Regions from separate parts of the Bombyx mori genome. Here region 2 is linked to region 1. Evidence: chromatin contacts called from public Hi-C data. All regions are on one chromosome and are shown on one strand. The core of a region is the stretch at or near the end of the contact, and the rest is flanking DNA. Distances in the headings are between cores, read along the strand shown.

Region 1 (6,787 bases), core at 1,410-3,909:
CCCATAGGTATAGTATATACTATGCAATAGAAAATGTGCAATTAATCTGATGAAAAGTAGTCGCTGCTGCCTATGAACACCGTTAATAAATAAAAAAGTATTAAATTGAGGTCGCGATCTTCAGTATTGTGAAAAGCTATACAAAGAAGACTATGCAATAATAATATCATTGCTGTGTCATTTACAACTTACCGTTATGATCTTTAGATGGTCTTTAAAGTTTGGAACTAAATTATAAAGGGAATCGCAAGAGAACGCAGTGTGAAGTTGTAAATGAATACAAATAGGATAGATCCTGTTACAAAGGTCAGAGAAGCGTTCTAGTGCCAAACAAACCACTCAAAACATAATAACAAAAATAAAGTTAGATAACGTAACAATGGGAATCAATGTGATTTTTTTTTTTAATCGCTTGGCTGTTTTTTATTATTGAAAGATTACTGGTCGCCAGGAGCCCTTTCTAGTTTCACCAGGACAGGTGTGCGAGCAAAAGCTTAGCCAGGAGGTGTGGGATTGGTTAACAGCTGTCCGAGCGCCTCCGAAGGAGACCTAAGAACTCGAGAGCAGTTGCTTCGCGAATGAATCTACTACCGGATGGAATCGCGACCTGCTGAGAAGATCCGGCGATAAGCTCAGCGGGCTGATGCATGGGTTAGGTTGCACGTCGAACTCTTTGCCGAGATCGAAGGGTACGGTTACCGGAGTCTTCAAGCCTGCTCCTAGCGTTAGAGCTGAAGGCGTTTAATGCATGGGTTTTTTTTTTTTTTTTTTTTTTTTTTATTGCTTAGATGTGTGGACGAGCTCACAGCCCACCTGGTGTTAAGTGGTTACTGGAGCCCATAGACATCTACAACGTAAATGCGCCACACATCTTGAGATATAGTTCTAAGGTCTCAGTATAGTCACAACGGCTGCCCCACCCTTCAAACCGAAACGCATTACTGCTTCACGGCAGAAATAGGCGGGGTGGTGGTACCTACCCGTGCGGACTCACAAGAGGTCCTACCACCAGTAATTACGCAAATTATAATTTTGCGGGTTTGATTTTTATTGCACGATGTTATTCCTTCACCGTGGAAGTCAATCGTGAACATTTGTTGAGTACGTATTTCATTAGAAAAATTGGTACCCGCCTGCGGGATTCGAACACCGGTGCATTGCTTCAACACGAATGCACCGGACGTCTTATCCGTTAGGCCACGACGACTACAGAATGGGTTATTTGATCTGATGGATTTGTAAGGACGTCTAGGGCGTCGACGGTGACTGATTTCTGCGTGATCAGGATTCGGGGATGCTTCGTTATCTCGACCGTTTTGACCGTTGTTTTTTTTCTACTTAATATATTATTTTTAGTTTTATTTATTATTTGCACAAGATACGCTGTTTCCAAACAAGTCTAGGTTTTTTTTCGTTACATGGTATTCTTATAATGTTTCCTTAAAGTTAATGATCGACAATTGAAATTTTAGATGTTTTTGCTCAATAGCATTTTTTCTTAAAAGAATGATAAATTCAACAACTTGGGCAACTTAAACAACTCAATTACGTACGATGTTAATCTCGTCTTGCCTTCGGAGACCTCAAAAGTAAAGAACAAATGTTTCCGGATTCAAGATTGATGGCATCCGAGGAAGTCGCGGAGCGCATGTTAAAACCAAAATAACGCTAAAGAAACCGGAAAATGTTTTGTAACGTATACTCGACACAAAATTGGTGACCATTAGGAACTATTTTGACAATATTTTTTATTGCGGTGACGAGTGAACTAGCTCACAGTTCTCCTGATGGTAAGAAATTACCGAAGTTGATGACGTCACACGGTGTATAACATTATCCACCTGCAGACACGAGATGTGAATCTCATTTATAGCTGTCCCACCCGTGAACCCAGAACGTTTTGCATTGCTGCTTCACGGCAAAAATAGGTAAGGCGCCACTAATAATTTCGCTATTTCTTCATCGTGATCAAGTGTTAAGTACATACTTTTAAAACTCGGCATATTTCCGTAATTTGACATCTTATTTTTGAGGTCACGAAAACTGCATATAATTATCTTATTAGTTTGATTAGAATCCTATTTTTTTTATGAAAGCGTCCGATAGAAAATACGCTCTGTATAATAGTGGACATGTAATTATGCAGCACGTGTTTATAAAATACTCCCTTATATGTTTTATTCTTCGTAATTATTAGTTTTAGCATTTAAGCCCGCACGGATCGGTTCCTCTGAGTTTAGATTAATGGGTGGACGAGCTCATAGCCCGCCTGGCGTTAAGTGGTTACTGGAGCCCATAGACATCTACAACGTAAATGCGCCACCCACCTTGAGATATAAGCTCTAAGGTCTCAGTATAGTTACAACGGCTGCCCCACCCTTCAAGCCGAAACGTATTATTGCTTCACGGCAGAAATAGGCAAGAGCGGTGGTACCTACCCACGCGGACTCACAAGAGGTCCTACCACCAGTAATATAAGTACCAGTAAGCAAAGTTTCGTCGAACTAGCTACATCTTCATCAACAAGGGGCACATATTGTACGTCGCTCGATCTATGTTACGGGCATTATCATATTTATAATAATATATTTGCGCGAAGTGTAAAACGCAAGTCAAACAGTAACGATACGTGTACGAGTATGACATCACCACGGTCTTCGCACACAAGATAAAACGACTAACTACATGAAAACGGCGTTGGTTAACATTATATGAGTGGTGCTTTATTTATAAACGTGATATTGAAACTCTTTTTTTCTCGTATATTACCTACTACTTTATGGAAGATTCTAGATTTCGCCTTTGAAGCTCAACTTATTTGTCCAAATAGATGTTATTTGGCATCTATAGTGCACAGGAATAAGTTGTATTAAAATTTGTAAACTTTTTAAATATCGCTATCTAGACAGAGTTGCTCGGAAATAATGACCGCTGTCAATGTCATTAACAAATCTTGTAGTCCAATCGATTCACTACCACGAAACACAGTATCGTAAACAGGAATCCTTTTTGCTCGAGAAGAAAATCCTCTGAAGAAAACGCTATCAAATTTAACAAAAGTATTATAAATCACGTTCACCATAATTTTTTAGGTAAATTATGTCGCGAGATGCCCTTGTGTTTAATAAGTGAGGAAGTTAGCCGCCAAGGTGATCAGAATTACAATTACGAAGCGCTTACGTGTTGTGTCCGCAACTGAAGTCATTTAAAGTAATCACTTCGTTCTTCGTAAACATCTTTGAAAATTCTGAAATCCGTATAATGTATCGTATGCGCTGTGGTGTGACGCAATTCAGTGTTTTATGGGGTTAAATATCAAACACTAATGCTTGAAGTTTTTTTTTTTAATCTTTGTAGTTATATAATTAGAACTGTATATGATGTATGGTACAATTTGCAGTTCTAACAACGACAGCAAATATCGCCTTCGTTTACCCATCGAATGATTGGATATCCATGTCAATTACAAACCAAAATTTATATTTTTATAAGCTGAGAATCAAATGGCTAAAACCCACTTAGTCCGTCAACCGCCAGCATTCAAAACATCAGAAGAACATGACTTCAAAAAAACTATGAGTAGACAACTTGAGATTAACGAGAATAATTTTCAAATGTTTTTTATTGTACTTTCTTAGAGGATATGTGATTGCAGCTCACCTGGAGTTAATTATTAATAAGTCGTTTGCTGTGGAAAGGAGCAAGACTTTTGAAAGATACATAGAATTCATGCAACAGGCTTGTTATTCGGTGTGTTTTGAGCAAGAAGGGTACTGGGGGGAGGCGCAACAGGTGCTAAAGCAGATGGCTGTATACATGAGACGTGGGTTGTATTTAGGGGAACTTGGAATAAATTCTACCTATACAATTATATATTACGAAACTAGCTTGATTTTTTTTAGGCGTGGATGGGAAAATCATACAGGTGATATTATTAACTGTTTCCAAGAAACCTGGTACCGTTGCAAAATTAGACTTTATGATCTGGATGTTATGGTGGTATTTCAAAGCAAACTCAATTGGAATATTAGTTGAATGCCACAATTAGGGCTATATCAATAATTTGCTTCCACATCTAAGACTAAATAACTTAACAGAGCTTTCCCAAATACGAAATAAATGGTGACACATAAAAAATGAAATCATGTAATAGAAACCGCAACGAGTCGCGGGTGAAACCGAGTGAAACAGCGCCACATGGGCACAGAGCATGTCGACCGTCAAATTAAATTCAAGTACAGCAATAATTAACCATCACCACCATACGACAAAATAACGACGATCCACACGTCCGTACAATTTACTTTATATTCAAGGTTTCGATATTTTTGTTTTGGTATCAGATTTTATTATGGTAGAAATGTAATTGGTCATTTCGTATTTTGAGCACGGGTTTGGCATTTTATTTGATGGTAATTTCCTCTAACGATTTCATAATAGTTTGTTCGTTTGTCCCTTTCAAGAAGATATTAGGCTGGACAAGATTGGGCTAACATTTTGCAAAAACCATGCATATTTAATTTTATATAGACCGGAAATTAACATACTATATATAATATGTAGAAAGGCTTTCGATGACGGAAAACGAGAGTTCAATTAATTTAAGGCAATCAAAACCTGATGTCCGTGCTTAGTACATGACACCAATCTATTTAGAAGTCATCCTAGATTTGCATGAATTTCTTCTTTACTTATCCACTACTACCACTACTAACTGTCTGTTTTTTTTTTTTTTTTTTTATTGCCCTTGTAGGCAGACGAGCATACGGCCCACCTGAGTGAGTGGTTACCGTCGCCCATGGACTTTAGCAATGCCAGGGGCAGAGCCAAGCCGCTGCCTACCGCTTAATACTCTCCACAAGCCTCGTTTGAAGAAGGACATGTTATAGCGCTCAGGAAACACCGTGGAGGGGAGCTCATTCCATAGCCGGATGGTACGTGGCAAAAAAGATCTCTGGAAACGCACTGTGGATGACCGCAGTGGCTCCAGGTAGTATGGATGAACTCTACTCCGGTGGCGGGCGGTGCGATGGTAAAAACGAGATGCCGGTATCATCTCGAACAACTCCTCAGAGCACTCCCCATGGAACATACGGTACAAAATACAGAGGAAACTGAAGTCCCTCCGCAGACCCAGAGGCTCCAAACGATGTTACAAGAGACATCTTGCAATAAAATAGGTCGAAGATAAAATAGGTGAAGTCGTCGTGGCCTGACGGATAAGACGTTCGGTGCATTCGTGTTGAGCGAGGCACCGGTGTTCGAATCTCAGGTGGGTACCAATTTTTCTAATGAAATACGTACTCAACAAATGTTCACGATTGACTTCCACGGTGAAGGAATAACATCGTGTAATAAAAATGAAACCCGCAAAATTATGATTTGCGTAATTACTGGTGGTGAGACCTCTTGTGAGTCCGCGCGGGTGGGTACCACCACCCTGCCTATTTCTGCCGTGAAGCAGTAATGCTGTGTGTGGTTAGTAAAGGTGGGTGGCGCATTTACGTTGTGGATGTCTATGGGCTCCAGTAACCACTTCACACCAGGTGGGCTGTGAGCTCGTTCACCCATCAAAACAATAAAAAAAAAAGATTTCTTTTAAAACTCATAAATTTATTATAACAACATATTCAATTTATAGCAGATTAGTTACTTCAACAGGAAAATGGCATGTGAACTTAAAATTTATTATTAATTCCGAGGTCAAAGTTGAAAAAGCAACGGTATTTTTTTGTAATTACAAACCTGGTTTCAGTCACAAGGAAAGACCTTGGTTTTTCAAACGACTCAAGGCTCTTATGTCGTACGTTTAATACAAGGTAACAGATGATTCTTCGCGATACAAACTTTTGAAATTTTTGTATCGAACTATAGTGTATAGAACTATAACTGAAATTTATAGTTCTAGTCACTACAGTATGTTTTTTTTATATTTTTTTATTGCCTTTGTAGGCAGACGAGCATACGGCCCACCTGATGGTGAGTATATTATATAAAGTGTTCTGAAAAATGTGTAGTAAAAGGGGATTGCCCACTCTCCATAGTGTGCTAGGCCCAAGATGGACATCAAATATTACTATAAAAATGTACTGATTCAAATTCTTAAATGTATTGGATATCTAAAAATATATTGAAATTGACGCCACTATTATAAAAAATATAATAAAAATAAAAACTCGTTTTGAGGTTAATTTTCTATATAAATAAGTGTCGGATTGTGAGATACTTCAAGAACTTTTCTTTTCTTAATGTTTAAGATGTTCCTAATGTATTTTTATCCAATAGGGTATAAAAACACACTTAATTCTTTAAATATCTATATTTTCTTCATCTTCATACACAATTAGTATCATCTAAAAATAGCAAAGGAGAGCATATACACGGTTTTAAATCTTGGTCAGGGTAAAACCACAATTCACACAATGTTTTTTAGTCGTAGTATGAAACGTTATTGATAAAAGTAAAATAAATCGAAGAAAAATCAAAACACATCCATTTTGTACGCAAGCACAACACCACAAGCAGCAAGCCATAGATTATACACTTAATATATTCGAGAAGTAGAAGCAAGCGAAGTATCAGTCAGTCAGATTAAATTCAGTGTTGTCAGTATAAAGAAAAATAATTACATGAAATTCATATATCGATTATTTTTTTAAATAACCGATAATTGATTTATATCTTAATCTTTTTTTTACGAGTACACATTATTTTTTATGTTCTTGTTTTAGTTGTACATATTTAAATAACAATACTAGTAAAGTTTTTTTTATTGCTTAGATGGGTG
Region 2 (6,787 bases), core at 2,045-4,544, 39 kb before region 1:
AAGATCAGTCTTTATTTTTTTATAATTTTAATACTTCACCTATTATCTGTCTGGCAAAATAAGTCAGTGTTTTTTCTGATGGTTTGAGGGTTTGCCAAATTTGTGGATTAGTTAAAATAAAGTTGACAACACTGGTTATGGCCAACGGCAATCCCGCAGACAAAACCCAAAACGCTGCCTACTAAGGTTTCTTTAGAAGACGTTTCGTATGTAGACGATCGATGTTTATTTTCATTGTAACATTTACAACCACAAGCCGAAAGCCTTTGCTAAGCCTTCAGTTGCACATGTAGCTGGACGCGATAACCAACATTTTTCTCCGTATAGATTCACTGGTAGCCTAAGAGGCTATTCCAGCTTTACGCAGACAGATAGGTGAGTTCAACTGGGTGGGCTTAACTGCACTGTTTCGTAGAATCTACCACCGGATCGGAATCGCGACCCACTGAGAATATCCGACGAGAAACCAATGGGCTCAGACCCAACATTTTCCAATTGCAACACCCAGAATTTTAATTGTAAGACAAGATCCGCTGCTTTTTCAAACGCACCCTATTTTCGGAATTCTCAGTAAACGTTGTTATTCCGAGAGTCGATTTGGAAAGTTGTCAAAACAAACAGTTGAAACTAGTACGAACGATTGAGCATTGGTAATTGACTTTCGAGTACCTTTGATCGTCTACTCGCGCTGTTTTCAATCATTTCGAATACGTTATTGGAAGCGATTATAAACACTCTTTTTAGTCGTATTTGTTAAGCGGCAACCTGGTAGGTCCACCTACACTAGGAAGTGAAGGAAAATAAATATTTCAATCCTTTGTCAGTACTATATTCAAGTCAATTGATATTGATGTGAAGATTTGGATATAATGCTTTGGCTTTCTCAAAATAGTACTAACCTACCATTCGACCAGTATCCCTACTTATTTGATAAGGCACGGGTGGGAACACCATTCTGCTTACTGCTGTTGGAAAGCACTCATGCTTTTCAGTATAAAGGATTTATCCTTTTGGCTTTGGCCTAGAATAGCACCAACCGATCTCTAACTGAGGTTGTCGTAAAAGGCGACGAGGGGAATCATCGCAGAATAGGCCGCGGCGTTCTCTGCGTAATACCATCAGCATACTGTAATCGCCTCTATGCATTTACCAGTGGAAATATGTTTTATAAGCTTGCAAGAGTAGTAACCACACTCCTGCCTTCTTATTTGAAAGGTGGGATAACCGCTATATAATATTATACAATTGAAATGTCGACTTTGCCTCAAATTATCCAATTAACACTAGCTGAGCCGAGAAATCGTTCATCCATTTATGCAGTAATATTTAAAATTCAAAATAAAGATCGCGTATAACGTTGACGACATCTTGAGACATCGCGAGTATGATTGGGCAAGCGTGTCGTGGGAGAGTCGAAAGTGCGGTCGTCGAACTCCCGATCTGCTAACAATCAGCTGTTCTTGCGCGAAACCAATTACCATATCACACACGGCGGGCGACGGCGTCAACAACCTGGTTTACAAACTATTGCTTCACTAGGTATTTTTCTTTGTATCATAAAATCCGTAAAATTATAATTTGCGTAATTACTGGTGGTAGGACCTCTTGTGAGTCCGGAGGAGTAGGTACCACCACCCTGCCTATTGCTGCCGTGAAGAAGTAATGTGTTACGGTTTGAAGGGTGGGGCAGCCGTTGCAACTATACTGAGACCTTAGGACTTACATCTCAAGGTGGTTGGAGCATTTACGTTATAGATGTCTATGGGCTCTAGTAACCACTTAGCACGAGGTGGGCTGTGAGCTCGTCCACCATTCTAAGCAATAAAAAAAAACAGGTCCTTCTTCAAATGAAATTTGAAATGAATCGTCAGCTGAAATTGTCAATGTCCAGTAATCGTCTCACATCTGACTTTAAATTATAAAAGGCGAGCAAAATGTTTAAAGCACGGACGTTAAAAGTGCCCATTTAATTGCGTCGATAATAAGTTGCTACAATGAAACGATTCCTGTTTTATAGGATACATTTTATTCTAAGCAACAGCGAATACCATAAATAGGAAGGTTTTTTGCGAAAACCGCGCTGATGTTGTGAGATGAAAAAAAAAATACAAGTTATTTTTGATAAAAAGAGCTCAAAGGCCCTTAGCGTTTGTTCCAACTTGAGACGAAAGGATGAAATCAAATTTTTTGTGTCGTATAAAAATTGTCCTACCCACCAAACCGAAATATATCCGTACCATTATTAACTAACATTACAAATAGAACTTAAGGTAGTAATTAACGAGATCGGTAGGAAAGTAGGTGAAAGGGCATTTGTAACTCCTAACTCTTATAGACAAAAATTCAATAATTCCTTCCATAAAATATCTAGATCGATAATCGAAAAAAAAAGTGTATTTTTGTAGAAATCGATCGGTCGCATCGTGACGTCAAGCGTACGTGACAACTCTTGATTCAAAGTGAAATCTGTTGAATTCCTATACGTACATAAGACTTGTCCGCGACAAATATAACTACGTTAAGGGCTTTCCCTGACATTAATACTTTTGCCTGTTTTTTTTGTAAGTGCTAAAACAAATTAGCTAGCTAATTAGTGTTAGGCGGTTACTAGGGAACATCTTTTATTGCATAGGTCGACGATGTGGCCCATCTGTGAGCTTAGTGCGAGTTTTTTAACATTCTCGATAGCGTAAAAGTTATCTAAAATTTGTATGCAGTTGGAACAGCGCCCCTAGCGGTAAACGTAAGCAAACGTTCCAGCTCCATACAAATTTGATTTAACTTTGAGTTCGCGCGGGTAGGTATCACCACCCTGCCTATTTCTGCCGTGAAGCAGTAATGCGTTTCAGTTTGAAAAAAAAAAAACCTTTTTTCAGTATTGCGGATTGTAGACGCAAATAAATGAAAAAAGTACAGAAAAAACAGTGTAGCTAAAGTGAAAATCGAACCACTGACAATAACTATTGGAGAAACTACAAAAAGTAATATAAAGTATATATATACGAGATTTTTTTTCTTGAAAGTATAATCATCTACTTTAGATACCACTATTAATAATCCATGTTAATCCTCAGCAGAGCATACAGACCACCCGATTGAAATTATTCATCATCAATCATTACGTTTAAGTCTTGGCCGTTCTACTGCTACCTATAAACTATCAATGTTATCCAAATTGTCGTTGGATACAGAAACCTAATCGACTGAAATCCGACTAAGGTATTCGCTTGGAACCTGTTTAGTATGCGTCAGACCTAAATCAAGTTTACTACAAAGCCGGAGGATATCCGAGCCACATTCTGTTGGCAGTTGGGTAGACGCAAGGTCGTTTTGTGACTAGTGGGTGCAAATGTAGCACATAGCAGATTTTACGGCACGACTATTATTAGCTTCGTGCTTAAACGCAATGTTAATAAGTTAAATTAATACTTAAGAGGCTCATTATAATCTTGGCATAGAGATTAAAGCTGTCAAACTGTTCAAAGTGAAACAGTTTTAATTGCTTTGCCATAACATGCTTTTAAGGAACGATTACCAGACTTTTGCAAAAGCCGAAATCGCGCGCGATTTTAGTCTGCAACGCGCTATCGTAATATAGTTTGAACACCACTAGATTACGACGCACTTTCACCGGCGCGGCACTCCTTAGCGCACACATGTTTGACGGCATCAATGATTGCTACACGTGTATGTGTGATGTGCTTGTGAACGAAGTCCGTGGAACTGGTTTTAATGGACCGACAAGTTCGACAGTGGTCAGTCTATGCTATTCTGAAGAAAACCGCACGATTACTTTTGCTATCGAAAAAAAAAACTGCAGGATTGTAATTTATTTCTTAATGCCAACAGGACAGGACTGACCATACACAAACTTTGTTCCCACCGTTTTTTTTCAAGTCATGATAAGAGCATTAATTTATTGAATGACTAGCTGACCCGGCAAACTTCGTAGTGCCTCAATCGATAAATAAGAGATCTAAGCTTTTGTATAAAATATACTTAACACAAACAAAAGGAATCCGTCCAACGGGGGACGCATCAAAGGAAAAACATTTTTTTTATTTAATTCCGAGCGTTTTCATATTTATCTATCCTTTTAAGCCTTCCCTGGACTTCCACGAATAATTCAAGACCAAAATTAGCCAAATCGGTCCAGCCGCTCTCGAGTTTTAGCGAGACTAACGAACACCAATTCATTTTTATATATAGAGATTGCGAACGGATTTGATTGTATAAGTAGTTTGATATAAGTTGTATGCGATTACATAAATTCGTTGTTGAAACTAAATGCAGTTCGCATGACAGCTGGCAGTTTAGACATTAATTCAAAAATCTATTTCTACGATACGACTACGAGTAATTCTAATAAACGACGAGTATACAAACTTTCTGTAACGATACTGCTGTTAATCTTGCTAAGTCATGTGATAGGTTTTTTACAAATCGATCGATTTTTTGTTCAGTTCAGACATTTATTATTGCGAAATATAATGGCAGAATCGATAGCGATTTTGCTGATGATAAACTGCATTTCGTGAGCCTATAATTAGTGTTATTCGCTCGTACGGGCTCACACAGGCTCCAATGGCATCCAATAAGATGAGAATTATATGACTAGTACAGATGGATGATGGGGTAAATAGTCGCTCAACACAAAGCCTTCTCGAACCTTCCTATTTAGAGACGCGACTTTACATAACAAATGTTTTCAACGTTCGAAGGCAGATAACCTTACAACCCGACTGATGGTGGTGTCCGTCGGTAATGGACATCACACACACCAGAGGCACTGTCAAGCCACTGTCTACTACGAAATTTTTTTACTTATTATTATGTGGTATGCAGATGTCACTACTTCGTAACACTTGTACATTAGTTACACCTGTTGGAGTCAAGGGCAGTCGCTTTATTGTCAGCGCTACGATGGCTCGACTGTGACCTCTCCGCACAATGATCGCATCTGGTATTCGGCGTGGGAACGAGGTCACGCGGGTGGCCGGTCGCGCTTCGATGCCGGCCGGTTCGTGTCTGATCATCAACCTGTCATCCGAGAGATGATCTATAGTTAATCAATAACAAATCACCATTGCCTAATATCGAAAGTATGGTTGTAGCAATCCAGGTAATGTTATCTGAGCATACAATTTATGCCAACAAGTCACCAACGACCCTGCCGTATTTTGATTTAACGAAAAATTATATAATATTTCAACAGGTACCCATTATCTAGCTAAGAACGCTTTGATGGTACAGTAAAACTCAACCTTTGAAAGCACCAAAAGATCAGCACTTCCAAAAATCCACAACAATGTAGATTTCAAAATCTTCAAAAACTTTATCATTATGTTTCTGATGCTCTGAGGACCAGATTACTCGAGATAAATTTAGAGTAAATATCTCATAGGTATGACACAAGACTAGTGTAACGTCATGTGCAATATTTTTTATCAGCGCCTTAGGCGAACAAATACTCTGAGAGATGCTCGGTATTCTGCAGACTTTAGAGCGACCCGAGAGAACTTTTTAATCAATAGATAAGGCGTATGACCATTGACTAAATACCAAATTAGGAAAGACCCGTTATCTAAATCGGCTTATTTGAGGAACTTAAGCGCATTGTAACATTTTCAATTAAGAAATAAATGAAAATACCATATAACTTGTAAATGATTCTCTACAGAAACAGGTATTACCGTGATAACAAACTGTATTCACTCTTAGGGCAATCTGTCACGAGCGCTCGCGATTAGGTTAGGTAGGAAAATGAAAAGAAGATACTACCAGCAAATGGAAAGTGGTTACAGAGGGTGGGAGGATATTTAATTGATTTCAACATAATATTTATCGATTATAAATAACCCAATATTAATTGATTTCAACATAATATTTATCGATTATTGTGCAGGACGAAATGGGGTTTTTTATAGTTTAAGAAACAAATAGATTTAATTTAACCGTTAATAAGTGATTACGTAATAAATGTATAATCTTAAGTTATTTTATAGTCAATATGTTAGTGTATCAGATCAGAGAATGTAAATAGACCAATAGGAACGATTTGTGGAGCGCTTTCACTACGGTAACATACAGATCAAGGGACCCTCCAAAGTGGCGCGTCGATAGCGCGTCGCGAGATGGGGTACTGAAATAAATATAAAAGGATGGCCATTTATAGGCAAAAACAGTTCTCAGCGAATCTCCGACATAGAAACATCAAGAAACAAACAGTTCTCAGCCGATCATCAAGACAGAAACAGTTCTCAGCCGATCATCAAGACAGAAACAGTTCTCAGCCGATCATCAAGACAGAAACAGTTCTCAGCCGATCATCAAGACAGAAACAGTTCTCAGTGGATCTTCGACAGAAACAGTTCTCAGCAGCTCTCCGACACAGAAACATCAGCAAGACAGAAACAGTTACCAGCAGTTCTCCGATAGTACAGTTACCACCAGTGAATCAGCTACCAGTGAACCAGACAATTACCTGTGAAACCTCGCTACAGAAGCCGATACCCATCGAAAGAAACAGCCGTCTTCTACCAGCGCACAAACAGACAGCAGAAAATATTATTACACGACTCGGAAACAGCCATACAGACCGGGTCGTGTACATTTCATGGTCCATTCGAGCCGGATAGAGGACACATTTCATTATTCTCTCGAGCCGGGTAAAGGATACATTTTGAAAAAAGGAAACTGGAACAATGCCGATAACGCGGTCAACAGGAAGAGGTCGGATCGAAACTAAACAATCGCCGCCCTCAGAAACCACAGCTACAATACAGAG

Evidence for each region. Hi-C and Micro-C count contacts between places; a contact is called where the count stands out from the background.
Region 2: a Hi-C map of middle silk gland shows a contact between it and region 1, with 2.1 times the contacts expected there. The contact joins two enhancer-like sites. A contact is called at or near these places in 5 of 7 Hi-C or Micro-C datasets (middle silk gland, midgut, posterior silk gland and 1 more).

The regions. Positions count from the first base shown.
Region 1 is chr9:15,686,358-15,693,144 of ASM3026992v2, reverse strand. The region is part of intron 2 of LOC101741026 (moesin/ezrin/radixin homolog 1); the gene reads right to left. Among protein-coding and RNA genes, the nearest start is that of LOC134199412, 5.0 kb to the right of the region's middle. Within about 2 kb of position 2,659, at least 7 of the 8 cell types and tissues checked have open chromatin away from gene starts, as enhancers often do.
Region 2 is chr9:15,725,773-15,732,559 of ASM3026992v2, reverse strand. All of the region lies in intron 3 of LOC101741026 (moesin/ezrin/radixin homolog 1), which reads right to left. Among protein-coding and RNA genes, the nearest start is that of LOC101738544, 31 kb to the left of the region's middle. Within about 2 kb of position 3,294, at least 5 of the 8 cell types and tissues checked have open chromatin away from gene starts, as enhancers often do.